Linked DNA regions of Macaca mulatta: region 2 is linked to region 1. A link is a contact called in public Hi-C data. All regions are on one chromosome and are shown on one strand. Each heading gives the region's core, a stretch centred on a gene start, on an enhancer-like site or on the middle of the called end of the contact. The rest is flanking DNA. Distances are from core to core; before and after follow the strand shown. Region 1 holds the start of SKA2 (spindle and kinetochore associated complex subunit 2). Region 2 holds the start of TRIM37 (tripartite motif containing 37).

The links. Hi-C and Micro-C count contacts between places; a contact is called where the count stands out from the background.
Region 2: a Hi-C map of cortical neurons shows a contact between it and region 1, with 3 times the contacts expected there. The contact joins the promoter of TRIM37 here to the promoter of SKA2 in region 1. A contact is called at or near these places in 3 of 14 Hi-C or Micro-C datasets (cortical neurons, fetal cortex germinal zone and fetal cortical plate).

The regions. Positions count from the first base shown.
Region 1 is chr16:50,825,206-50,831,745 of T2T-MMU8v2.0, forward strand. SKA2 (spindle and kinetochore associated complex subunit 2) reads left to right here and starts at 4,212. Exons shown (of 4, transcript NM_001266054.1): 1 at 4,212-4,327. The coding sequence starts at 4,295. All of the region lies in intron 2 of PRR11 (proline rich 11), which reads right to left.
Region 2 is chr16:50,872,612-50,879,151 of T2T-MMU8v2.0, forward strand. TRIM37 (tripartite motif containing 37) reads left to right here and starts at 2,423. Exons shown (of 24, transcript NM_001258090.1): 1 at 2,423-2,721; 2 at 4,777-4,878. The coding sequence starts at 2,701. PRR11 (proline rich 11) reads right to left here and starts at 2,203. Exons shown (of 11, transcript XM_077970906.1): 1 at 1,840-2,203; 2 at 1,562-1,749. It also overlaps a transcript of SKA2 not described here.

The sequences.
Region 1 (6,540 bases), core at 2,962-5,461:
TAGAGGCTTATAAAAAAAAAAAAAAGAGGGTGTGGGAGGCTGGGCGCAATGCCTCACACCTGTAATCCCAGCACTTTGGGAGACTGAGGTGGGTGGATCATCTGAGGTCAGGAGTTTGAGACGAGCCTGACCAACAGGGTGAAACCCTGACTCTACCGAAAATACAAAAATTAGCCAGGCGTGGTGGAGTGTGCCATAATCCCAGCTACTCCGGAGGCTGAGGCAGAAGAATCACTTGAACCTAGGAGGTGGAGGTTGCAGTAAGCCAAGATCATGCCACTACGCTGGGTGCACGCCACACCTGGGTGTGGGCCAATGTGAGTATGAATCAGAGATATTTCTCTGATTAATTTACCCTGTCTCTTCTCCTTACCATCCCCCTCCTTTCTGTCCTCTAACTTCAGTTGCCTTCACCATTTTTGTCTTTCACTATTGTCTATTTTCCTTTACTGTTTTTTTTTTTTTTTTTTTTGAGACGGAGTCTCGCTCTGTCGCCCAGGCTGGAGTGCAGTGGCGCGATCTCGGCTCACTGCAAGCTCTACCTCCCGGGTTCACGCCATTCTCCCGCCTCAGCCTCCGAGTAGCTGGGACTACAGGCGCCCGCCACCACGCCCAGCTAGTTTTTTGTATTTTTAGTAGAGACGGGGTTTCACCATGTTAGCCAGGATGGTCTCGATCTCCTGACCTCGTGATCCACCCGCCTCGGCCTCCCAAAGTGCTGGGATTACAGGCTTGAGCCACTGCGCCCGGCCTCCTTTACTGTTTTTACTTAGAAAAATTTCAAGCTTTCAGGAAATAAAAAATTTACAATAGTATAATAAGCACTCATATACAATTCACCTAGATTTACCAATTGTCAATTGCCGTCTTTGTACACACACTCTTTCTGTATGTATGTACAGATATATACATATATAAATTTTTTAAGGTTTTGATTGAATAGATTTAGTTGCAGACATCATGATACTTTACTCTTAGATACTTTAGCTTTTGTTTTCTAATATAAACATGGAAATTTTCTGACAAAACCACAATCACAGTCAGGAAATTTAACCTTGTTATGATATGATCTAATGAACAGCCCATATTAGGATTGCCCCAGTTGTCTCATTATCCCTTATAGATTCTCCCACCGTGGTTCCACAACACATTTAGCTGTAGTATCTAGTATCTCTTTAGTCCCCTTTAATTCATAACAATTCTCCAGCTTTTTTTATTTATGTATTTGCTTCTTCATATTTATAATTTTGAAGAGTCCAAGTCAGTCGTTTTGGAGAATGTGCCTTAGTTTGGGTTTGTCTGAGTGTTCCTTCAATGATTCTCCTGCCTTCAGTCTTTCTCCTTGCCAGTTCATTTTCCACATTGTTACCAGAGCTGATACTTTAAAACGAAATGAGATCTAGATATTCCCTTGCTTAAAAGTATTTGAAGGTTCCTTTACTCACAAAATTAAATTCCTTAGCACGCCTTTCAAAGCTTTTCACAACTTACCTGTAATAGCCCTCTGCCATTAGAGCCTTCATCTCTTCTAGTGACTAGCGGTTAGTACTTCCAGGTATACTAAACACCAAATACTTTCTGTTTCTTTCTATCAGCCTTTCCTTCTGTTTGGAGTATCCTCCTCCAAGTCAACTTATACCTATCCTTCAAGATTCTGTTACTTTATCTTATAGATACTAGTTGAGTGCTTATAATCCACCAAGTACTATGCTAGGTGCTGGCATACAATCCTGAACAATACCAACATAATCTTTGTCCTTCTGGATTTTTTTTTTTTTTTTTTTTTTGGGATAGAGTCTTGCTCTATCACCTGGGCTGGAATGCAGTAGCTTGATCTCGGGTCAATGCCACCTCCGCCTCCTGGTTCAAGCGATTATCCTGCCTCAGCCTCTTGAGTAGCTGGGATTACAGGGGCGTGCCACCACACCTGGCTAAGTTTTGTATTTTTAGTAGACATGCGATTTTGCCATATTGGCCAGGCTGGTCTTGAACTCCTTACCTCAAGTGATCCGCCCGCTTTGTCCTCCCAGAGTGCTGGGATTACAGGTGTGAGGCACCGTGCCCAGCCACCTTACAGAATTTATACTGGCTGAAATGTCATCTCTTTTGCACTTCTATAGCACTTTATACACACCTTTATTATAAAATGTATTACATTTCATTGTAATTTTTGCTTGTATGTTTTTCATCCTGCTGGACTGTTATCCCAGCATCTTGAATACAGCAGGAGCTAAATAATGTTTCATTCAATAAAGAATGAAAAGAAGCATTCCTGCTAAGTGTTAGTTAGCAAGTGTTATTTTAGTTAAGGAATATGTTCTAATATTGTCAAATTCTCTTGGTTAGGGAGGTTTTTATTTCTTCATATCATACCACATCTTCATATGGCTAAAAGATGGGTCTAAAGCTATTTTCCAATAGGAAGATGCAGTAAATAATACAGTAAGAATTACAGTCTTTTGCAGGAGTTGGCGCTGCTGCTTCTGTTACAACTCCTCCCAATGATATGAAAAGTTGTTTGCGGCCGGGCGTGGTGGCTCAGGAAATCGAGACCATCCTGGCCAACAGGGTGAAACCCCGTCTCTACTAAAAATACAAAAATTAGCCAGGCGTGGTGGCGGGCGCCTGTAGTCCCAGCTACTTGGGAGGCTGAGGCAGGAGAATCGCTTGGACCCGGGAGGCGGAGGTTACAGTGGGCCGAGATTGCGCCACTGCACTCCAGCCTAGGCCACAGAGTGAGACTTCGTTACAAAAAAAGAAAAAAAAAAAAAGAAAGAAAAGTTCTTTGTTCTGGGGTACTTTCAAAGCTGTGGCAGCAACGGAAGTGGCTGTTGCATTTCATTGCCATCTTCCTAAAACACATTTTTATGGAGGTCTCTTGCGCTCCTCCACACATAGCCTTCAATTACTTAATTTCCATTACCAGTTCAACTGATTCTTCTTGAACACCCATAGCACTATTTCTGGGTACTTGCTTTTTAAAAATTTTATGTTTTATGCTGTTTTTGTTTGTTTTGTTTTGTTTTCTGTTTTTTTTTTTTTTTTTTTTTAAGCATTGCTTTTTTTGTTCCTGTCTTGTTTCTCCAAAGAGACTGCAGTTCCCTAAAGTCTCATCCCACACAGCATTAGGCACTCAGTAAACAGGACACACATTTAAAATGAACACTCTAACAGAATGCCAGACAATATCAAGTAACATAGTAATATTCCCAGTCAAGAAATGTACCAACTTAAACTTTAATGTGCATAGAAATCACTGAGGGAAATCTTGTTAAAATGTATATTCTGATTTAGTAAATTTGGCTGGAGCCCGATAACTTGCGTTTGTAACAAGCAACCAAGAGATGCGGATGCCGCTGATCTGTGGACTTACATTGAGCAGCAAATATGTAAAGAAATATTCAAAAGGAAGGCATATGCTTTGCTCCAAAACATATCTTGCGAAGTGTTAATTAAACAGATGTATGGTTAAGATGAAGCCAGGCGAGCACTTCTTCCCCAGCCCCAAATCTACCCTTCCCTTTTCCATTTCCCCTTCGTGTCCAGCCAAGGTCTCCCCCTCCTCAAAACCATAAAAACACACAAGCAGCAACAAGCCCAGCTACTCAAGACGCGAACTCAGATAACAAAGACATAATCGTTCCAGCACTTACTAGTCTAAGAGCCGGGGCAGTCGATGGAGTCCGGGCTGTGGCCTCTCTCACGCCATAAAGAAAAATTCAAAATTAAATCCTTGTCAAGGAGAGACCAATCGTAGACACGGTCTCTGCACGATTCGCTCTTTACATAGCGTAGGAGCACAGCCCGGCTTGTGATTGGCTGAGATAGACAGAGCTCCAGCCAATCAGAGCTGAGGCGCTTCTGGTATGAATAAGGGGAAGGCGGGAGAGAAGGGGAAGGAAAGCAGGAGCGGAAAGAAGGTGTGTTACGTCCCCTCTGCCGTCGGTGGAAGCTCTGGTGTGATTGGTTGGCTCTTCTTCCGATTGCACCAATCTCAAGCTCTTCTCTGCAGAGCCCTAACTATAAAATTGAAAGTAGAGAGCAGGGGGCAGCCAATGGAAAAAAAAATGTGCACAGCAGCCAATCCTCCTGCGGCGTTTTGTGTCTTTGCCCAACAGGAAAATGTGTCTCATGCAGAGGGGCGTTACCCAGTCTCCGATGGGCGGGAGCCGGTGGAACGGAGGAACCAATGGGTGCGAGACGTTGAGTGACAGCTGTCCAATGGAGGCCCTCCGTGCTAGTACGGCTTGCGGCTTAAGCGCCGCCGCGGTCTGAGGAATGTCAACTATTCAACATGGAGGCGGAGGTCGATAAGCTGGAACTGATGGTGAGTGCAAAGTGAAGGAGATCTACTGTGTAGTTTATTTTTCCCCCACGGCCTCGAAGGTGGGGCACAATTTGGAGTCGCCGGAAACTCCGGGCGGCGGAGGCTGGACCAGAGTCGAGTTCCCTCCTCCTGCACCAAAGGGAGCCGCCACCGTCTGGTGTCTAAACCGCTGCGGGGAAGGGGTTACATCCGGGAAACTCGTCAGGGAAATGGCGGGAGATGCTGAGGGTGCGGGGCCTTTGGAATTCCTTGTTCCTTGCCCTCACCTTTACACCCCTTACGGAACTGCGCCCGGTGCATACCGCATTCTGTGTTTGTACCAAAAAAGATGTGAATGGAACGGTCCCTAAGCGTCCCAAGAAGGGAGGGGTGGTTTACACTCCAAGAAAGGGGAACGGAGGGTGGGGTGGGGAATAAACCGACGGGGGCGAGGAGAAATCCCTGTAGGGCCGACCCGCCCACGTTTTAAAAGGCGGGCCGAGAAAGTCTGAGAAAGGATCCTAGACTTGTATGCACAACTTCCTAACGGCCAAGGAAGCATCTAGACCCATTTCTGTTTGGTCCGGGGGTGGCAAACCTTGGGTGAGGGAAGAGGTGTGAGCGAAGGGGATCGGAACCGCGAGCTCCTCTCCTGGAGCGCGGGCGGGATTGAGACAGGAAAGGCATCCTGCTCTTGAGTTGTGCACTTTCATTCATCTGTGAAAGTAGAGAATGGGTGCGAAGAACCGCAAAGTACTCCCGTTGTTGCTGGCGTATTTGGCCTGCTCGGGGGCGCCCAGCTGAGGGGCTGTCCTAGTTTTCTTTAAGGATCCGTCCTTCACTTGTTCTCTTTATTCCCTCCCTCCCATTCTTAGATTACCAGCTTGATCGCCCGCGCTTTTTTCCTCTTCGTTCCCTTGTTATGTCTTCAGCCCTTTTCGTCCAGCATTATCTTTTTTTTTTTTTCTTTTTTCTTTTTTTTTCCAGGTTGGGCTGCTTTCCTTAAAAACCTGGACTTTGGAGGAAGCGCCTGCCACTGAGCTCCTGTTTTTTTTTGTTTGTTTGCTTGTCTGTTAAATAAGATTGGCCGGGCGCAGTGGCTCATGCCTCTAATCCCAGCACTTTGGGAAGCCGAGGCGGGAGGATCATGAGGTCAAGAGATCGAGACTCTCCTGGCCAACATGGTGAAACTCCGTCTATACTAAAAATACAAAAATTAGCTAGGTGTGGTGGCACGCGCCTGTAGTCCCAGCTACTCGGGAGGCTGAGGCAGGAGGATCGCTTCAACCTGGGAGACGGAGGTTGCATTGAGCCGAGATCGCGTCACTGTACTCTGGCCTGGCGACAGAGTAAGACTCCGTCTCAAAAAAAAAAAATTAAGTTTAAAAAAAGTAAAAAACTTATTTATTCGTTTGTAATCCGTCCTTCCTTCCCACGCCATTCCCTGGCATTAGGGCTTAGGTATTTGTGCCTGCCCTGCTTTCTCCAAGCTGAATCTTGGGCCTCTAACTTCTTCCTTGGAAAGGATGGGTGGTGATCCTGGAAGAAACCACCCACCCCCCATTCCCACTCCAGAAAAACAGGACTTGATATATCTTATTTTCTTCTGATGTTCAAATGAATTGGAGTGCCTCATATACAAATTTAATTTGAAGGCTTTCAATTACTTTTAGCATTTTGTGTTTAAATTTTCTTTGTGCAGTGTGTGTGGGATTGGAGAAGTGTAGGGAGAAATGGGAGGGAAGAAGGAATAATTTCCTGCAGATTTTCAAACCTGTAATAATGAACTTTTAGTTCTAAGTTTTATTATTTTTATCATTCTTTTTAAAAACAAAATGTTAAGCATTGTAATTTGATTCTGTCAACAGGCTTAAATGTTAAGACTATCTTGCCCTTCTCCCATTCTGAATTCTTCCCTACTGATACAGATATTTCTGCCTAAATTCGTAATTCATTTCTGCAAAATGATGCTAATTCTGCTTTTAACAGGTTGTTTGCTTCTCAAGTTGGCTGTTTTTAATTTTTAAACTTGTCTGGCTTTTGCAATAGAGTCAGTGTTCTCACAGGACTTCTTTAGATTGAACAAATTCTCTTTTAAGTGAACAATGATGAAGTAAACATTTTGAAAAAGTAGGTTTTAGAAAATTATAAGGTAGCCAGACATTTAAACTTTTAGATATTGTTTGAATGATGAGGTAGTATTTAAATTATATTTGAAGACAGGAAACAAAGAA
Region 2 (6,540 bases), core at 1,173-3,672, 46 kb after region 1:
ACTGGGTTTCATCATGTTGCCCAGGCTGGTCTCCAACTCCTGAGCTCAAGAGATCTGCCAGCCTCAGCTTCCCAAAGTCCTGGGATACGTGAGCCACTGCGCCCGGTCTTCAATTCTAATATATTTTTGTTACGTCACATATCCACCCTTCTTTTTAATAGCTGTAATCTATTATATGGCTATACCATACCTTTTTTTTTTTTTTTTTTTTTTAGACAGGATCTGGCTCTGTTGCCCAGGTCATACTGCAGTGGTGTGATCTTGGATCACTGCAGCCTCAAAACTCCTGGGCTCAAGTGGTTCTTCCATCTCAGCCTCCAGAGTAGCTGGGACCATAGGTGTGCACCACCATGCCCCCAGCTAAATATATAATTTTTATCAGTTCCTTATTGATAGACATTTAAACTCTATAACAGCAAGTTATACAAATAATATAACAAGTTGTAAAACATTAAGTTATTTAGGGATATATATGAAGTTAGGAGATTTTTCTTGTGGGGAGGGCAGCAAGGTCAGCCTTTAAGAGATTCTGATGGAGCAGACCATTGGCTCCCAAACCCCAGGGCTTGGCAATCCATGTGAGTTTAGCATCTTGCCAACTAAATTATTTATTTTGCTCAAGTTATCCTTTTTGCTTGCAATCAGTTGTACAGGTTTCTAACTGTTCGATATTATGAACTAGTGCAGTAAGTCCTTCAACATTTTTGGATTCTTCGGCAAACATACAAGAATCTATCTTACTATTTACCATATAAGTATTGCAATTTGTCTTATTTGTCTTCTACACTGCGCCTTGAGAGCAAGGCCCACTCACTTCTCATTACTCTGAATCCTAAGTACAGCACTGCATTCTTTTTTTTTTTTTTTTTTTTGAGACGGAGTTTCACTCTTGTTGCCCAGGCTGGAGTTCAATGGCGCCATCTCAGCTCATCGCAACCTCCGCCTCCCAGGTTCAAGCGATTCTCCTGCCTCAGCCTCTCTAGTAGCTGGGATTACAGGCATGCGCCACCACACTCGGCTAATTTTGTATTTTTAGTAGAGACGGGGTTTCTCCATGTTGGTCAGGCTGGTCTTGAACTCCCGACCTCAGGTGATCCGCCCGCCTTGGCCTCCCAAAGTGCTGGGATTACAGGCATGAGCCACCACGCCCGGCCTAGCACTGCATTCTATAATTATTTTAAGTAAAATTGTCATAACATAAAATTAACCATCAACCATTTAAAAATGTACAACTGAGGGCATTTTCGTAAAAATAGCGTTATACAACCATCAGCTCCATGTAGTTCAAAGACCACAAATAATTCTTACTGAAAGCATTTTTCAGTCTCAGATTAATCTTTCTAAATTATATCTTGTTCATGACCCACGTAGTTAAAATAAATTGTTGCTACCCACCACCTATAAGCCTAAATGCCTGATATTCAAGAACTTGTTTCTAGATTATTAGTGATTCTCTACATGTGCACTCCAGGTCGATTAAGTATAATTAGTTGTTTGCAATAAATACAGGAAAAATTAAACTCAAATTATGAATTTGATGTGCCCTCTTTGTCTCACACACCTTCAATTCTTGCAATCTTTACACATCTCTTCTGGCAAGAAATTGTAGAAAGCAGATCCCATTTATAGGAAAGATGAATATCGCTGATACCCTTTCAATAGTCCCACTGCGACAACTTATGCGGCAAGAATGAAGTGTGGGATGTGGGAATGAAGTCTTCACAGTGTGTGGTCCCGTCCACTCAGCACCTGAATGAGAAATGACACCTCTTCAGGCTTCACAGTCTGGAGCCTTCTAACTCAATTTGCTTTGGTAGGTGGAACCCAAGTCCTACAAACCTTAGACTCTTTCTTCCAGAGAGAACCACTAACCACTAACCCTGTGCACCAGGGTTTCTCAAAGTGCGGGCCACAGGCCACCTGCTACCGAATCACACACAATGTTGGGTGAAAACGTGGATGGCCTGGGCCCCACCCTAAAAATCTCAGAGTCCGAATACCTAAGGGTGTGGCTCCGAAGACCGCTTTCCACTAGCGCGCCAGGTGGCTCCGTCTTTGGCGCGCAAGTTTGAGAGCCGTGGGTCCCCGCCCTCCGCCGAGGTGGGCGGGGCGTAGCGGAGCCCCACGCTCAGACCGCCTACGCAGGCTGGGGCCGGAGGCACGCAACCCTGAGGCAGCGAGTCGCCAAGTCTCGTGTGCGCCCCGCAACGCGGGAACTAGGCGAACCTTTCACGCTTCTCCCCTCCTTTCTCCTCCCGCAGCGTCCTGCGCGCATGCGCTTCGCGCCTTCTCTCGCCGCCGCGCCCCCAGCTGTCCTGGTTACAGTTGGTGTTTGCGAATTCTCTGCGGCGCCTTCTTTGCCGAACTCCAGCGGCGGTTCCATACGCGCGCGCCCGCGTCACGTGGGCCGAGATTTCCCTCGCGGCTGCTGGCCGGCGGGTGAGCCCGGAGAAAGGAGCCGCGGCCACTGCTCGCCCTACCTCTGCGCCCCGGGGCGGGCGCGCCGGTAAAAATGGCGAAATGGGGGTAGTCGGCGCTGGACCTGAAGCGATGGGGCACGCAGGTGGGGCTGTTGTCGGAGCCCCCTGACGTGGGCGCCGGGCTTCTCTAGGTGATTTGATCTGGCGACCTCAGGCCGGCGCCTGAGGTCAGACTACGGAGCCCGCGGGTCGCCAACGGCCTCGCCGAGAGCCGGAGGCAATGGATGAACAGAGCGTGGAGGTGAGGGGGTTGTGAGGGTGGTGGTTAGTCCCCGCCCCCACCCGATGAGCGGTTTTTATTCGGGGAGCCGTGCCCATGTCCTCCCTCCGGTAGGGCACCCCTACCCCACACCCTACACCCCTGCCGCTGTGGAGAGGGCTGGCCCTGTACCAAGGACGCCGTTCTCATTCTGCAGCGCTCCGGGTGTCTTGTGCTCACTGTTCCGCAGTCAGGTGGTGCGTATCCTGGAGTTTTCAAGGATGTCTTGGCACAGGTACTCTTCCCCACCGGGTATTTACAAACTGCATCCTGTTCCGAGCAAAACTGCAGATTCATCAAATGGACGTACCCTGCCACTCGCCACCAGACCTTAAGAGTTCTTGAGCTGATCTAAATCTCCTTCCAAATGGATAATCATCTTTCCCTCTCAGTGGCACATTTTGCAAGCTTCTGCCTTTCCTTCCTAGATTGAATCAGTATATATTATCTCATGTGTAGTTTCCAGAACAAACTGTTCTTTTTATAACTGATTCTTGTAAGCTGTGAGTTAAAATAGTTGGGATATGTAGGATATGTAAGTAAAGGCTAGGAATATTTTTTAAAAGATTGTTTATTGAACTTAATTGTATAATCATTATCAAATTTTGAACCTTTCAGATACTGAACTAGGAAATCCTTGCTTTTTAGTAAGAGGTAACTGTGTTATGGATATTCCACTTGAAACTAGTCATTCTGTAGTCTTGTTGTCCACCCCGTTGCAGGTTACAGAATCTGCATCTCCCAGGTTCTTTCTGGCCCTACAGAGTCATGATGAGATTCATGAGTAATTTTCTCCTTAATTCCTCATGTAAAGTATTATAAAGGTTTTGTAAACTTATCTTGGTTTTAGGAGGGTTTAATTCTAGAATGGAGTGAAAGTAAATGTCAGTACTATAAAAACAAAGTATACAATACAATAACAGTACGTTTAATTGTATCTTTTTTCTTGTTAAAAACTTTTCAGTTACTTCCTAAATTGATTAAACTGAGACTTGCAAAGATAATACTGTTTCTTGTATTTACATATTTTTGTTGTTGTTGTTCCCAAGATTGCTTTGAACTACCGTCAGCATTTTCATTTGGGGCAGAATCTCAGGTTCAAATAAGTAGCTAGTCGGTTTTAACATCAGGGCAGCAATTCAGATTTCTGGATTCTTAATTCATTTTTTTCTGGGTCACAGTACACTGCCTTTAGGATAAGTGTCTTTTTAAACTTCTTTTTCCTCTAAATTATAAAATCAGCTTATACCTTTTGGGGAAATTGCAGAAAAAGTTAAAAAGTTCATGTGTATTCAGTCATATAGTCTGCCTTTTTTCCTTTTTTTTTTTTTTGAGACAGAGTCTCACTCTGTCACCCAGTCTGGAGTGCAGTGGCACCCTCTCGGCTCAATGCAACCTCCGCCTCACAGGTTCAAGCGATTCTCCTGCCTCAGCCTCCTGAGTAGCTGGGATTACAGGCGCACACCACCACGCCTGGCTAATTTTTGTATTTTCAGTAGAGACGGGATTTCACCATTTTGGCCAGGCTGGTTTCGAACTCCCGACCTCAAGTGATCCACCTGCCTCAGCCTTCCAAAGTGCTGGGATTACAGTCATGAACCATTGTGCCTGGGCCTTTTTTCCTTGCTGTCGTACATTATATGCATTTTTCTGTTATCATTAGATGAAGAACTATTTCTAGTGACTAATCTTTGTGTAACTGCCGTAATTTACTTAATATTCGGACATTCGGGCTGTACCTAGATTCTTGCCATTATAATTACTGCTTCAGTGAAAATTTTTCTACATAAGTCTGTGTTTGCATTTCCTGTATTTTCCTTAGAATAGTATCATCATGAAGCTTAGAAAAATGGAAGTACATTTTCCAGATATTTTAAGGTACTCTGGACCTTGACCAACCAAATCCTGATATGGAATATAGTTAAAATAGAGATATCAGCCCAAAATAAATGTAAATGTTGAGTTGTTTTGAGCTTGCCTTTTACTCTTGATTCAGTAGCCTAAACTGGTGGATCTTACATCTTTTATTGTTTTCAGAGCATTGCTGAGGTTTTCCGATGTTTCATTTGTATGGAGAAATTGCGGGATGCACGCCTGTGTCCTCATTGCTCCAAGCTGTGTTGTTTCAGCTGTATTAGGGTAAGTTGTATTTCTTTTTACATGTAGCTAGTATATATAGTGTATATTGTAAGGATTAACCATTTCCCTTATCTTTTTATTTTACATTTTTTTGCCCTAAAGTGCTTGCTTGCATTGTGCTTGGGGTTGAGGAATACTAAGGTAAATGACAAATTGCCTGCCTTGAAGGAGCCTAAATCTAATTGAGGGAATGGAGTTTAGAATGTTTATATTGAAGAATGTGTGGTATCATAAAGAGACACTAAAGAAGTGCTGTGGGGCTCAGAAGAGGATTAGTTTATATGCGTTTGGTGAGTAAGATGGAGAAAAAGTGTTTAATCTTAAATAGTTGCAAGACACTGTAGAGATAAATATAATCTAGGGGCTTTAAAACTTGAGTGTTGGCACTTTGGGAGGCTGAGATGGGTGGATGACAAGGTCAAGAGATCGAGACCATCCTGGCCAACATGGTGAAACCCTGTCTCTACTAAAAATACAAAAATTAGCTGGGCGTGGTGGCATGCGCCTGTGTCCCAGCTACCCAGGGGGCTGAGGCAGGAGAATCACTTGAACCTGGGAGGGCAGAGGTTGCAGTGAGCCGAGATAGCGCCACCGCACTCTAGCCTGGTGACAAAGTGAGACTCCATCTCAAAAAACAAAAGAAAACAAAAAACAAAATTTGAATGTTGGCTGGGAGCGGTGGCCCAGGCCTGTAATCTCAGCACTTTAGGAGGGCGAGGCGGGCGGATCACGGGGTCAGGAGTTCGAGACCAGCCTGACCAACATGGTGAAACCCCGTCTCTACTAAAAATACAAAAATTAACTGAGTGTGGTGGTGTGTGCCTGTAATCCCAGCTACTGAGGAGGCTGAGGCAGGAGAATTGCTTGAACCCAGGAGGCAGAGGTTGCAGTGAGCTGAGATCACGTCAGTGCACTCCAGCCTGGGCGACAGAGCGAGACTGTGTCTCAAAAAACCAAAAAAACATTATGAGGAAGTTTGGTTGTGTGTGCCAGTGTCCAATAGCACATCTACAGAGCATAGTTGAAAACTGCCTTGTTCACATTCCTCTTCAATTATTTATTTTCCTGAGAAAATCAAAGAGGTCACATGCTCTTCACCTCAAACTTCCTGTTTCGGCTGGGCGCGGTAGCTCACGCCTGTAATCCCAGAATTTTGGGAGGGTGAGGTGGGTGGATCACCTGAGGTCAGGAGTTCGAGACCAGCCTGACCAATATGGTGAAACCCTGTCTCTACTAAAAATACAAAAATTAGCCAGGCATGGTGGCTTGTGCCTGTAACCCCAGCTACTCAAGAGGCTGAGACAGGGGAATCACTTGAACCCGGGAGGCAGAGGTTGCAGTGACCCACTGCACTCCAACCTGGCGACAGAGCGAGACTTCATCTCAAAAAAAAAAAAAAAAGAAAAAGAAAATTTCTGTTTCCTTATTCTTGCCTAAGGAAGATAAATATGCCTTTGTCAAGAGTAGTATTGGTAACACTTAAATCATTTTTTCCTAGTCACACAGCTCACAATTGATGGTACTGGATTTGAACCCATTAAGTTCAAGAACTCTATAGCCTTTTCTTTGTCACTGCACCATGTGCAGAAGACCAAGTTAAATATGATGTTGGTTCTCATACTCCTAAAACTAAGAGATTCAATCTTTCTTGGCCTTCTTTCC